2 separate regions of the Anas platyrhynchos genome follow, and region 1 is linked to region 2. A link is a contact called in public Hi-C data. All regions are on one chromosome and are shown on one strand. The core of a region is the stretch at or near the end of the contact, and the rest is flanking DNA. Distances in the headings are between cores, read along the strand shown.

Region 1 (6,722 bases), core at 1,819-4,318, 49 kb after region 2:
TGGAATGTCATGGAGATGAAGTCATGGATCAGTAAATGGTAAATGTCATGGATAAGTAGCTGAACTGATCCTGGAATAAACACTGAAAATACCTTCAGACCTGTAAATCCCTAACAACCAGTACAGGTTTTCAGTGTCTGTTTTATTTACTTTGAATATTAATGTTTGTCTGTTGAAGACACTTAATCCTTCTTCACTAAATGTTGTTCTCAGCAAAGAAAAGAAGAAATTCATTAAGAAACCACTAACGAGAGAAGCAATTTGTACCACTCCTCAGTGCTTCTTAAAAAAGAAGAAAAGTAAAAAGTAAGTAGTTTTTTTTTTCTCCTTTCAAGATGGCTTTTCTACAGGAAAGGCCAGTGAGCTTCCTCCGCAGTAACCAATATCTTGTTTGAACGCACCACTGAGTCACAATGCTTGTAGTGATGGTGAAGTTTTAGTGTCAGTATCTGCTTACTGGAACTTGGATAAATGCCATCAGTTCACCTTATGTGGTGCCACATGAGGCGGCAGCATTTCAGGCAGCTCTGTAACGAGCTGAGTTTCAACCACCGGCTGTAAAGCCAGACTTCAGACTAGCAGTCCTAGCAGAATACTACACCTTACCTGCTCCTCTTCTGCCTAAGGGTTGGCTTTCTTTTAGTGCATGAATTGTTAATACAAAAAATAGATTTTAAATTGTAATGACTAGAGCTCCCAGAATAAGGCTGTCTGGGGTGCAGCAGTTCAGTGTGGTGGACAGTGGTTGTGAAGAGCACAATTACGTGTGCTGCAGACTGTTGCAACTGAAGGATTTATGTTCAGTTGCAGTAAAATGTAAAAAGACTGTCTGGGATGTTGCTATGTACTTTTTTTTTCCATATGCAATATTCAGCTGTCTTAATCTCCAATGTGTTTCTTGTAGGGGAACTGCAAAGGAGAACATTAAGGAAAAAAAGAAAGCTAACCAAGCTACAGATGCTGGGAAGTCAAAGACTGCTTCAAAAAGCTGAGCAGTGACTGCTCTTGAGCTGGGACTTATGCCCCAGTCCACGCTGAAGAACCGAAGAACGAAGGTGATGGCAAAGGGGAAGGGAAATGTTTACGTGCAAGAAAGTATCTACTGAAATGCCTGCAGAGGATTCCTGAATGCTTCTTATAGAAGCTGGACAATGTGGTCTTGCCATAAATACCTTATGTTTCTGAACGATAGTTCAAAAAAAACATCCGTTACTGTCACTTAGTTGTGCATTGCTAGTTGGAAATACTGTTAGTTTTGTGGTCAGGTGATCCCTAATAAATTTGCAGAAGACACAGTGAACTTTTTTTTTTTTATAAAACAGACAAAAAAATATACCACCATGTATATAGGTGGAAGTAAAGTCTCTGTTCATACTACTTCTGAAATATCTAATAAGCAAAAAATGACTTTGTTTTTTACATGCCTGTAACTCCAACTACTTTGTGTTATTTCATATTTAAGCCTCAGAACAGAATAAATAAGGTCATTGAATACTTTAATACAGAGACTTGTTTATATAACCTTGATGGGACAAGTCTGCATACATTATTCCTCATTCTGCTGTGTAAAAAGGGCAGGCTCCACCTACCTCATCTGTGTTCTTAGTCTACCTGGTTGTGTCAGAAGTCCTGTAATGCAGGAATGGCTTCTCCTTTGCACCTGTAATTCTTTAAGCAAACAGTCCTGTTAGTATTGTCTTGTTTTCTCATACTTAATCCATTTTGGAAATGGATCCCAGCTCTGTTTAAATCACTTACAGTGGAGTACTCTTGTTTATTCAGACAAAGCTTGCTAAAATACATTAAAGTTTAATAAGAAAAGCTAAATCGCTTTCACTTTGTCTGCAGGATTGCACCTTATATTTAGGTTATACAGGAAACACCTTCATTTTGCCATCTATGAATGAATTTGCCTGTTTATCTTACTAAAACTTCAGTCATATGTTCTCATAAATACAGAGTCATTTGCTGCAAGGTAATGATGATAGATGGGATGTGGAATATATATTACAATTTGAGTAAGAAATTGCTTGAAAAGGTACTGCTAACACACATAATGCATGTGCTTATTCTAGTAGTGGCGGGAAGAGGGAAAACAGCTTTTGCTCATGAGCATCTTTTTCTTGCCTAACTGGGTGTAATTCCAGTTGTGTAGAAAGATGATGACACATTTCTCTTTGGGGGGATTTGGTTATGAAACGAAAGCTTCAGCTTTTACCTAGATGTTTTGCTGAGACTGGGTTTGATTTTAGTGTTTTCTGACCCTAACCAGTAGCATATTGTAGCTTAAGCACTGTGCTGCGTAGAATTTACTCTGTGAAGTACTGAAAAGCTGTCATGCTGAATAGCTTCTTTGCCTGAGGATAAAGAACAACTCCACGACTTCCCTGCTTTGTAATGTATTTTAGCAAGCTTTGGCTGAACTTATTAAGGGAGATGAGCTGCTTCTGCCCAACTGTGTGACTGGCTAGTAAATCGTGCAGCACCCCAGCAAGCAGGCTTTAATTTTCCAATACTTCTGAGGATTTTGGCAGGCACGGTTACAAGGTAATAAAGCAACTTTTCCACTGCCCTCCCCAGGGCCACTTGGCGGAAGCCTGCTTTTGACTGCATTGAACAGAAAAAGCAGTGCTGGTAGGGGAACACTGATGGCAGCTGGGGAAGCCAGCTGGAGCTGGCCTCCCTGGGTGCTGTTGGGGTGTGAGGGGAAGGCTGGCGCTGCTTTGTTTTCATGGAAGCTTTGGTGCTGCCTTTCACCCCTTTCCCCTGGCAGCAGCGTTTCGCCGGTGCCGCCGCCGCTCCTGCCAGCAGCACAGATGGCAGGCGAGGAGCTATGAAAACACCTCAGGCGTTTTCGTGTGGAAAACGAAGAAAAAGAGCGAGGGCTGCCCCTTCCCGTGCCGTGAGACAACGGAGCTACGAGGCGAGGCCGGACCCCAACCCCACACCAAACCCCAGCGAGGGCGGGCACCCAGCGGGGCTTCCCGGGGGCCCGGCCCTTCATCCCCGGCTCCTCCTCATCCTCCTCCTCCGCCCCGCTGCGGGCCGAGGGCGGGCTGAGGCTGGGGCCCGGCCCCGGAAGCCGCCGCCACCGCCGCCACCACCGGGGCCCAGCTGGGAGCGGGGCCGGAGCGGGAAGATGGCGCTGCGGGCAGGGCCCGGCGCGGGGGGAGGAGGCGGCGGTGGAGGCGGAGGGGCGCCGGGGGGCGGCGGGGCGCCGGGAGGAGCGGGGGGAGCCAGGTCGGTGCTCGGCGGGGCCGGGCTGAGAGGGGAGAGGGGCTGTGGGGAGGGAGGGAGGAGGAGGATGAAGGGGAGGAGGAGGAGGGAGGTGCGGGGTCGGGGTGCTGGGAGAGGGGGGGCCCCGGAGCCCCCTCAGCGACCCCCTCAGGTACCTCAGCGGCGGTCTGGGGTACCTGGGCAGGAGGGGGTTTGGTGCTGGGGGGCGATGGGGGCGGTGGGGAAGCCAGGAATGGTGTCAGGAGGAAGAAGCAGCAATAAGGGGGAGGTTTTATTGTGTGGCGGTGGGTTTGGGGAGGAGAGGGAGCCCTGCGTTTTGCTGTCTTTGAAGACTTGGTGATGCACATATTTATATATTGAACACAGGCTCCTGCGTGCTGTTTATCCCTTGTCCTACTTCGAGGGCGGTTGGGTGAATTCGTCTCTCACAAAGGCAATTTGGGTGGGTTGGGTCACCCCGGCTGCCTGAAGCCTGCGGCGTGTGGGGGCTTCTGGGGGGCTGCCCTGCGCCCCCAGGGCTCTGGGACCACCACTGTGGGTATTTATTTATGTGCTTTATCTCTGTATTTTGGAAGGAGCAGGCGGCTATCTTGGTATTTCCCCTTACCTATAACTCTGCAACACTTCTTGTGAGGGGCTGGACAAACCCTGTAACCTCTCAGAGCAACACTGTCTGTTTAGCGAGTAAGAAAGTAGCAAAAACGTCAACCCACTGTAGGCTTAGAGGAATAAAAGCAGCGTGGAGTCATTGTTTCCCCTTGCTCCTGTTCTGGTTTCTTGGAGGAAGAAGTCTGCAGGCAGAGATTGGTTTGGTGTGCTGGGGTTTCTTTGCTTGTTTCGCTTTCATTCCTGTGGATTTCTGGGTGGAAATACAGTGAAAAAGACACTTGGTGTGCGGTGTGTTGGTAGGCTGAGGCTTCACTCATTGGGAGCGAGAAGGTTTGAAAATCCAGTTGTAGACAGAACGATGTTGTGCATAGTTTGGAGCTTTGTAAGTGCGGTATGAACACAGAAGAGGAGTCGCTCCTCCCTGCGCTCCTGCGTTTTGACTGAACCTGATTTTTGGTTTTGATATTCAAGATACTTACCCGATAAGAATTTACGGGTTTATATCGCTGCTTTAAGAGCTCTGAGCTAGTGTAGTTGCTTCACTTTCCTTGTGCTTATTCTTTTTCGTGCAGACTATATGACGTGTGTTACATTTTTGTACTGAGTGACCTAAAGTATTGCATCTAGTTGCATCAACCTAGCCGGTGGAGAGCTTCCACTTCTGAGAACAACAGCGAAGCCTGCGGCTGCAGTTAAATCCCCTTTGGAAATAACAAGGAATAAAAACCCTTATTAAAATAGACCAGTTCACTACTATCAAGCGTGCTATTTTAAACAACTGGGGTCACGAAGGTTTCCTTCGGTCTAGAAAGTGCATTTGGTAATTCTGGAGCGTGCTGGCAACCAGCTGCGAGCGCTCTTCAGGCCGTAAGTGCTGTACTGGTCCTTACGGATCTATTTCAGCATGCTCCCCCCCCCCTTTTTTTTCCTTTAAAGACTGCTGTGTTGTCGTGTCATCTCCTTATTCTTCATTCTCGTCAGTGTTGTTATTTTGAGGCACCTGGAATTCAAATGCCTTCTTCTTCAGAAAGCTGCTGTTACTTTTATCAGTGCAGTTTATCAACTTCTGCGGCTTTCTGCAGTGCTTCAGTTTTATCTAAGAAATGTCTGAGAGTTAGCTTTCTTTTTCAGCGATGCTAATCAGCTGCTTTAACCAGATGTGTGGATATACTTTTTCTTTTGCGTCCCCCAGAATTAGTTTAGAAATAAAGCTGCTGTTTTTTGTGTTTAAAAACTTTGTAGGGATTATGTACATTTGCATGTGGACGGTCTCTAGGCAATTGCACAACTAAATCTCGGAGCAAAGCCTGAGACGAATCCTGGCTGCACATGGGGAGAGCTGTGCTAAAGGAGCTTGCTTTGCCACTTCTGTTAACTACCTCTTCTTCCAGTGCCCTCTAATTAGCTGCAAGGTTTTTTGTTTGATTGGTTTTTGTCTTTTTTTTTTTTTTTTTTTAACTGAGACTTATAAATAAATCAGGAGCTCAGTAGAAAGGGATAAATATTTAATGCTCTGTACCTTATTTGCTTCCAACAAGCAGGGGTATCTTGCCATGCTTGTTCAGTTTGTGTTATGTTTATTAATTTGGAAGAACTCTTCCTTGACCAGGTTCCTCAACAAGAAGGGGCAACAAAAAGTGAAGAACATTTTTTGATACTTGTGAGCTTTTCAAAATTAAAGTTAAATACTTTATAATTCAGAAGAGACAAAGAAAGGTATTTCTTAAAGAAGCCTAAAATTGCTGTACTTGCAGATCTGGCGTATGACAGGAGCTTCACACGTCTGACATTACCTGCATTTTAAGAGGCTCTATGGCCCAGATGGTGCTCTGGGGTTGTCAGGACACACACAAGACTATTTCCATGGCTGAAAACAAGTGCAGGCAAAATCCAGTTAATTCCCTGGGCTTCAGCCCTTTGATGGAGAAAACTGTTTTCCTGAGCAATATAGGAGTTCAGTCCTGGATCCCGCTGTGAGTTTTAGTAAACTGTTTGTCTTCATAATACTAGTACTTGTACTCTGGGGAGTGGATCAAAACGAGCGACCTGAACACCAGTGAATTGAGTAGAACTTGGTCGCAGTTTAAAGTGAATTGAATCCAACCCCAACGATCCCATCATTTGTTTTGAGGGGAGGCCGTGTATGTCTGCCCAGCGTTTCAAGCAGAAGAACCTGAAATTGTCGTGATAAAGGGCGATAAGACCTAGACCTGCTTGAAGACATAAGCGTATGTTAGCTGTGGAAGGAGAAATTAAAACGTAGCGTGGTGATTAGGGTAAAGGAAAAGCCAAAGCATGACGAAGGTTCCAAGTTAGAGGATGAGATGAGGAGTAATTGGGGTTGTCGTGGTGACCACGTACCCTGCTGTCTGTGTAGCGTGTGGCCACAATTAAATCACACGTCTAACCACGAGCTAAATTCCTTATTTTGTCTTTGTATTTATATTGCACAGCTCTTTCATAAATATAAACCTGATTGGCTTTCCGATTTCCTGCAGGTTTTGCAAAACTGGCTGCAGTCAGTTATGGTGGCTTTCCTTCCTTTACTCTTAGGCAGTTTCTTTTAAACCCACCGTCGTGCTGAGGGCTATCGAATATCGATAAAAGCCTTTGTCTCTGCATGGTATTTTGATGTAATAGCTGGCTGGGACACTGGCTGAAGTTCCCATTTGGTAAATTACTGCTGACCTACGCTTCTGAGTCGCTTGCGAGGGAGCCTTCGAAGCCAGGTCCCTCCTTTTCCAGTCTGGCAGCACAGCACGTGCTGCCATGTGAAAGCGAGGACTGAAGTTTGCCGTTATATTTTTGGTTGAATTTTTAACAGTTCTTCCCGCAGGTGTGCTTGGAGCTTGATACTGGAATGAATATTTTTTCCC
Region 2 (6,827 bases), core at 2,282-4,781:
AACGTTCGAGTTTCTAGCCTCACGTTGTTAGGGGCTGTAGTATCTGCCCAAGCACCTTTACCAGAGGTGCAGTTACTTTTGCAACAGCCCAGTTCTTCAGGGCTAAACAGTAGCGGTAGTGGAACCCCTCATCGTTTTAATTCTTCTGAGCAGTGGAGAAAAGCCCCCCCCTTGGAAGGGGAGTCTCCAGATAATCCAGCGGGATGTACGTCTCCAGAACCATGCTGGCTTATTCGTCTCTGTATTTCCATCGTTGTTCTGCCCAGAGAGGATTCCTGTTCTGACAGCGATGCGAACTTCCCATCTGGGAGCGTTTATGAGCCATCTCCTGTTCGACTGGAATCCTTGCAGGTGATGATGAACAGTTCACTACAGTGAGCTTGTAAAATGAACAGCCTGGTACAATATCAAATTGCCTCACATCAGCCGAGTCTCGTGGGTTGCCTTTGTTCTTAGCTCACTCAGTGAGATGAGGTGAAAGCATTTGCTAGAGCAGCGTTTCTGATCTGTTGTGGCTGAAGGAGCAGTAGCATTTTGATTCTATGCCTGTGGCTGCAGCAAGGCCCTCCCAGAGTAAAGCTGCAGCAGTGAGTTCGGCTTGATTTTTGGTACTTTTATTATTTTAAAATATTACTTGGCTTTAAGTGCTGGCATCTGGTGAAAGCTATGAGTTTTCCCCCATGCAAACTCCTCTGTACAGAATCTAAATGTAAAGGTTTGCTAGAAAATGGGGGTGGGGGAACATTGCAGTTAATGAACAGAGTGGAAAGAGCTGCAGGATGATGCTGCATGGCTAAAGTACCACCTGTGAACGTTGAGCCTTGGCCCTGTTTTTCTTCATGTAACCATAGAAAACAATAAGATTTTGTAGTGTGCATCCCAAGGGTCTCATACTTCTTCTGGAACGGTGGATATTTGTTAAATCCAGCTTTGCAGAACACAGCAACAGCATTGCAGGGGATGCAGGATGTATTACTCGTTACTCTTACAGACACTCTTGCTTTTTTTTTTTTTTTTGCTACAGGAAACCTCATTTGACTTACGGTAAATAATTCATTGTGTTGCTACCCAATAGTGCTTTTGTGGCTCCTTTTTGAACAAGATCATGAAATCAGAAAGTTTTTAATTAGCTCTACTCTTCTAGAAGCCGTGCTGTAAGGTGTATCTGTTACCAGACTTCAGTGTAAGGTTCCTGTGTTGGTTTGCCTGTTTACATGCTGTATGTGTTTCAGATAGCTTGGTGTAATAGAAGGAAAAAATTCTGAATTGAGTTTATCTTTTGGTTGCGTTTAGGTATTGGCTCTTCTTGTAAAAGGATACTTCTCTATGGCTCAGACCTATTTGCTAGAACTTGGAGAAGTGGCTTGCAAATGCATGGAAGAAATGGATCCATCCATTCAGCTCCACGGAGCCAAAGTAAGAGTGTGAGAAAACACCAACGTTGTTTTACCAAGTCAGTTTTGCCATTCCGTGTGCTTTGCAAATACAGATGACTAATGCTGAATATTCAGAGAGATTTTCATGTAGCAGCACTTTGTAATGAGCTGGTACGCGCTGTAGCTCTTTGGAAATGCAGCACCCTGCCACTTTGGGAAGTGCACCTTCTACTTCTAGTCTTGAACTCTTAACGAATGTTTGGCCCGTTACTCAAAGGAAATCTCAAAGAGATTTCCTCTTTACCCAGCAATTTGTTATGCTGCTTTAGCTGGGGACTTCATGTAAGAAAGGCTTCTCCTCTAATTTCTTCACTAGTAGGGACAGAATAGAGTCCAAATTAATACTGGATCTCATATTTTTGTTCCTTAGGTAAATAAGTATAGCCCTAGATAAAGGTTACTGTAGTTCTGTGGTACTTGAGTCATCCTTGATAAAGACCTAGCTGCTTTCTGTCTCCTTGCAGCTTCTGGAGGAGCTGGGCACGGGTATAGTGCAGCAGTACAAACCTGATTCAGCTGTTGCCCCTGAGCAGAGAGTACCGGTCAGCACGGTAAGTGTGTGGGCTCCCTCTGAGATTGCACTCAGAGCTTCCTTTTTTGAATTCCCTGCAAAGTTACTGGTATGGGAACAAATCAATTACAGGAAAGCAGAACAGGAGTAAATACCTGCAGCTTTATAGGTACTGGATTTCTGTACACTTCCTCCGTTATTTTGGCATTTATTTTAGACTGTAGGTAAGTGATCTTTTTACGTGGTATTAACAGTGCCTCTACCTTTCCTCATCCCACTTCTTCCTGCCTGATGTAAGTCAGGAAGCTGGAAGACCAGTCCAAACTGCATGTGTCATTACTGCTCCATAAAGCCTAGATGTAGACGTCTAGTGTTACGGCGTTCTGTGAACAACAGGTAATTTGAAAAAGTTATTTAGAGTACACTAAATCTAAGCTTGTCACCAGTGACCCTGCCAGCTGGGGAACGTGTCCAGTAGTAGTGGTTTCCTGTTACTTGTTGTGAATGGAAATTGTCAGTGTAAAATTGTAAATGAAAATACCCAGCTTCGTGGTTTCAAGAATGGAATCGTGCTTCTGCCTGATGCAGTATAAGTGGGTGTATCCCCCTGAGAAGGAACAAACACAACTCAGCCAAGAAGTACTTTATAGCAGTACTAAAATATCTTAAATACTTCATTCTGGATGTTAATTGTTTTAGGGTTCCAAATAGTTGTAATTGCTGTCACGTGTGATTTTGCTACCTACTCTTTGTCTTCTAAATGACTGTAAAAAAAAAAAAAAAAAAGACAAACTATTATAGAACTTAGGCATAATTGCTGAGTTTTAACAGGTAAACCTGTCTGCTTCTGCAGGTTGTCACTTTCTGGACTATGATGTTAAATGGCCCTCTACCTGGTGCTCTGCAGAATTCTCAACATGCAACTCTTCAGACGAGTGCCTGTGATGCTCTGTCCTCCATCTTGCCAGAAGCTTTTGGCAGTCTGCAGGTAACGGAGCACTTCTATAAGCTTGGCATTTTTACCTACTGAAACTTTTCTTGTCTGCTAGATTGTATTAATATAAAGCCTTTAAAAATTACATGGAGAGGGCAGGGAAGCCGCCTAGAATATTTCTTGCGTTCTGAACAAGCTGTGGCTATTGAAGACTGGAGAAGGCAATGTTGAAAGTAATTAGTCTCACAAACCAATTAAACTGTGGGTCAAAGAAGCCTTTTGGCCCTGCTATGAATACTCAGCCTTGGCTATTGATGCATGGGATGGAGGGCAAGAATTTCATCTCATGAGGGAGGGGTGAAGGGTTGCTATTTTGCTGGTTAAGCATTTGAAGAGACAGCTGAGCTAACAGCCGTGGACTGATGTTCACCAATTTGCATGCAGGTTTTTTCTTTTGGCTGGCTTTTAAAACACTAAAGTGCAGTGTTTGCCCTGGCAGAAGCAAACGAATATGCTGGCCCTCCTCTCCTTTTGCAACATGAAATATGCTTCTAAACATGAAAGCCTTGGCAGTGTACCACCACTGCATTGTGCAGCTCCTTTTATGTCACTGTGCCCTTCTTGATGGGCAGTGCTCTGCCAGATCTCATTTGCCCAAGAATTGCTAGTACAGCAGTATCTCTGGTATTCTCCATCTGGTTTCTCCAAGTACAGCATGTACCTCATCGCGCTGTACTTTGATCCTGTACACTCTCTTGTCCCTGTGGTCACGTGGGGTCAAGTCAGTGCCCACTCTGACCCTTTGCTCTGATGAAACAAAGATCTTTGTCGCGGTTTGGTAAACTGGCAATCTGTCCAGGATGAACTTAATCTACCTTGTTGTCCTTGTTTACGAAGTGACAGGAGAAAGCAACCGATCCAGGTTGTTTTACCTCTGATGGGCCATTTACCTTCTGCATTTGGATGATAAATAATATTTTGATTCCTTCATGGTGTTATCTAATAGCAACAAGACATTTTTTTTTTTTCTGGAAGTGTTGTGGTTTTCTGTGTGGCATCCAGAAATGCTCATCAATTTACCTTGAAGTAAAGAGTGCACTCTGAGTGGTAGCTTTTATAGTTTCCATGTATTGTGGTCTTTCAGAGTATTTGTCAGTTGCCTTTGAGACTTTTTTCAGTTTCTCCCTGTTACCACAACTGCTTCTCATTTCAGAATGACCAGCAGATCCTGTGCATCACTCTGCTGCTTGGCCTGAACCACAGTGAGACCCCGCTGGTAAAAGCTGCTGCTGCACGTGCCCTCGGAGTCTACATCCTCTTCTCTTGCCTTCGTCAGGTCAGAACTTGTTTATTTTTTTCTTATTTTGAACCATTTTAGAATGGAATTGGTAAACCATGAGATATGGGACCTGAATTTGTTTGCAATGAGTTGGCCTTCCTTCTTGCTTTCGGTCTAAAGTATTTAACAGGACGGGGCTTCGGTTTTGCTTACAACTGACAAGTAAAGCTCATTTTGAGAGAAATGCTGATTAGCTTCCACAACAATTTGATCTCAGCTTGGTTGGGTTAGTAGCCTTTTTTTTTTTGCTATGTAGCCTTCAGTGAGTGATTTTTAACAAAAACAAATTATGCAGTAGCTGATGCTGCAATTTTAGTTCAAATATTTTGCAAGCAATATCCTTTATCATGAGCAAAGGAATGAAAATGAAATGTAATGTACCATAGAAGAGAAAATTAAACAAGCAGCTCAACAAGGAGCTTGGTGAAGCAATTACTTTCTTAACATTGGGATTTGATGAGTATAAAATTGACAGTCCAGGTAATTATGTTAAAATCCAAAGTAACTAAAGCACCAATGGAATTAAATTATACAGTGAAAGCTTTCAGCAAAAGCTACCTAGGAGAGTGGTGAGCTTGGTCGCCATGGTGGTTTAGACTGTTAATTGAAGATCAAACAAACCTGTACAGAAAGCACCGTAAACACATTAAAAGTTCTTGCCTAAGAAATAATATGTTAATAGAGGCAGTCTGTGCACATCTCATTTTCCCTAGAAGGGCCAGATGTGTATGTTACTAAGGAAATCGTGCAGATTTTTTAAACTTTCTAATAACTTTTTTCTTTCTTTTATAGGATGTGATGTTTGTGGCAGACACAGCAAATGCAATTCTGAATTCCCTCCATGACAAGTCTCCGAACGTCCGTGCCAAAGCAGCCTGGTCCCTGGGCAACCTTACAGACACTCTGATTGTCAACATGTACGTCAGCGGGCTTCAGCCCACAGAGGTCCTCTCAGTGCCTGTATTCCCATAGCACATAGAGGACACTTAGTATCAAATAGACAAAATCTGTGGTCACTGTGTCAAAACTGAATGCTTCTTTGTAGCCACTCTTCAGCCTGTGTAGACACTTGGGCTGTATTACAAATATCCTGTACCCAGCTGAGGTTGACTTCAAGTTCACTGCTTGATTTTTAGGTCTTTCTAATCATTAATTCTGGAGAATGCTCCAAGATTACTTTTCAGTTTTTTTTTTTTTTTTTTTTCCCTGTATGTTACTTAGTGTAATTGCATGTTCCCTGGTTACTTTACTTTTAACATACTACAAAAGTATGAGTAACAAATATTTAACGCTTCCTCAAGCCAAAGGCTGGAGGACGCCCAGCCCGCTGTTACATTTTTAACAGGAGAAATAGTTATCATATATTCCTGCTAATGAATTGCCTCTGAGCAATTCATTGCCCTCTGTCTTTTATTACAGACGTAATGCATTGCTAACAGGCTTTCTTGCATTGATAGCTTGGTTTTAAATTAATAAACATAGTGGTCACATGTAGTACGGTCTGCCTTACATATTAGCCTTCTAAAGAGTGAAGGTTGTTCAAATGACTTTATAAAGGATTGTATCACATCTTTGAGAGTGGATTAACTGAGCCAGTCTTTCACAATGTAATCCTTCTGCTAGGGAAACAATGGGACAAAGTTTTCAAGAGGAATTTTCTGATCTCCTCCTGTTGAAAATGTTACGGTCTGCGACTGAAGCATCCAAGGACAAAGACAAGGTATGAGGGGGAAAGAGGGTGGAGGATTGTGGTGTAGTTAGCTCTTACATTTTCATTTAAATAAAAGGCACCATTTACTTGCTTTTAGGGTGTTCTGCCCCAACAGACAGTGAGCTGCTGGTCAGCATCCTCTCTTGAGGGTCGATGTGTGGGATGTTTCCCATGTCTGTGGCCTGCAGGGCACTTGATTTTGTACTTGTCCACAGCATGAGGATTGTTAATTGTTTTGGAATGATCATATGAAGAGAATGATCTTTCTGATGGTATTTAGCAAGTTGTATCTGAAAAGACACCAGCTTAATTCCAGATGGGTTCCTTGTTGACTCTGCATGATTACGTAGCAGGCTTGTCAAAAGGCTTTGCCCATAAACTAAAAGCCAAAATGCTGTTGTGGGAACTTTTTTCTTTTTTTTTTTTTCCTTCAGGTAAAGAGCAATGCAGTCCGGGCCCTTGGGAATTTGCTTCATTTCCTTCAACCATATCATGTAGCAAACCCCAGGTTTAAGGAAGCCATCGAGGAATCTCTTCAGGCCCTCATTTCTACTGTTCTGAGTGAGGCCACCATGAAGGTGCGCTGGAATGCTTGTTACGCGCTGGGGAATGTGTTTAAGAACACTGCCTTGCCACTTGGTGAGTAGACTGGTCCCTTGGGTTTGGATTTGTACTGCAGGTGTGGTTTTAATTAGTCTCTGTTAGAAATGTGCTGGGGAAGAGGAGAGAAAGCAACCTGAGCTGAATCATGTTGTCATATCCAGCAGTATGTCTTTCCCAGAACTCTAGCCAGTGAAATAGGTTCAAATCCTGGAAGTGCTGATACAGTCATAGCTGTGCTGTGTTCAGTTGGATGTGTCATGTTGGAAAAGAACAGGTTTACAGCTGTGATTAGA

What was found. Hi-C and Micro-C count contacts between places; a contact is called where the count stands out from the background.
Region 1: a contact with region 2 is called in a Hi-C map of skeletal muscle, with 5 times the contacts expected there. The contact joins the promoter of SYNRG here to the enhancer-like site in region 2. A contact is called at or near these places in 3 of 8 Hi-C or Micro-C datasets (liver, skeletal muscle and subcutaneous adipose tissue).

The regions. Positions count from the first base shown.
Region 1 is chr20:1,670,708-1,677,429 of IASCAAS_PekinDuck_T2T, forward strand. SYNRG (synergin gamma) reads left to right here and starts at 3,069. Exons shown (of 24, transcript XM_072025942.1): 1 at 3,069-3,240. The coding sequence starts at 3,140. It overlaps DDX52 (DExD-box helicase 52), which reads left to right. Exons shown (of 15, transcript XM_038165622.2): 14 at 214-306; 15 at 905-1,310. The coding sequence ends at 992.
Region 2 is chr20:1,621,665-1,628,491 of IASCAAS_PekinDuck_T2T, forward strand. It overlaps HEATR6 (HEAT repeat containing 6), which reads left to right. Exons shown (of 20, transcript XM_027471981.3): 12 at 1-351; 13 at 1,294-1,416; 14 at 1,901-1,987; 15 at 2,801-2,935; 16 at 4,095-4,217; 17 at 5,013-5,137; 18 at 5,844-5,940; 19 at 6,366-6,570. Among named protein-coding and RNA genes, the nearest start is that of HEATR6, 11 kb to the left of the region's middle. Within about 2 kb of position 3,532, at least 2 of the 8 cell types and tissues checked have an H3K27ac peak or open chromatin away from gene starts, as enhancers often do.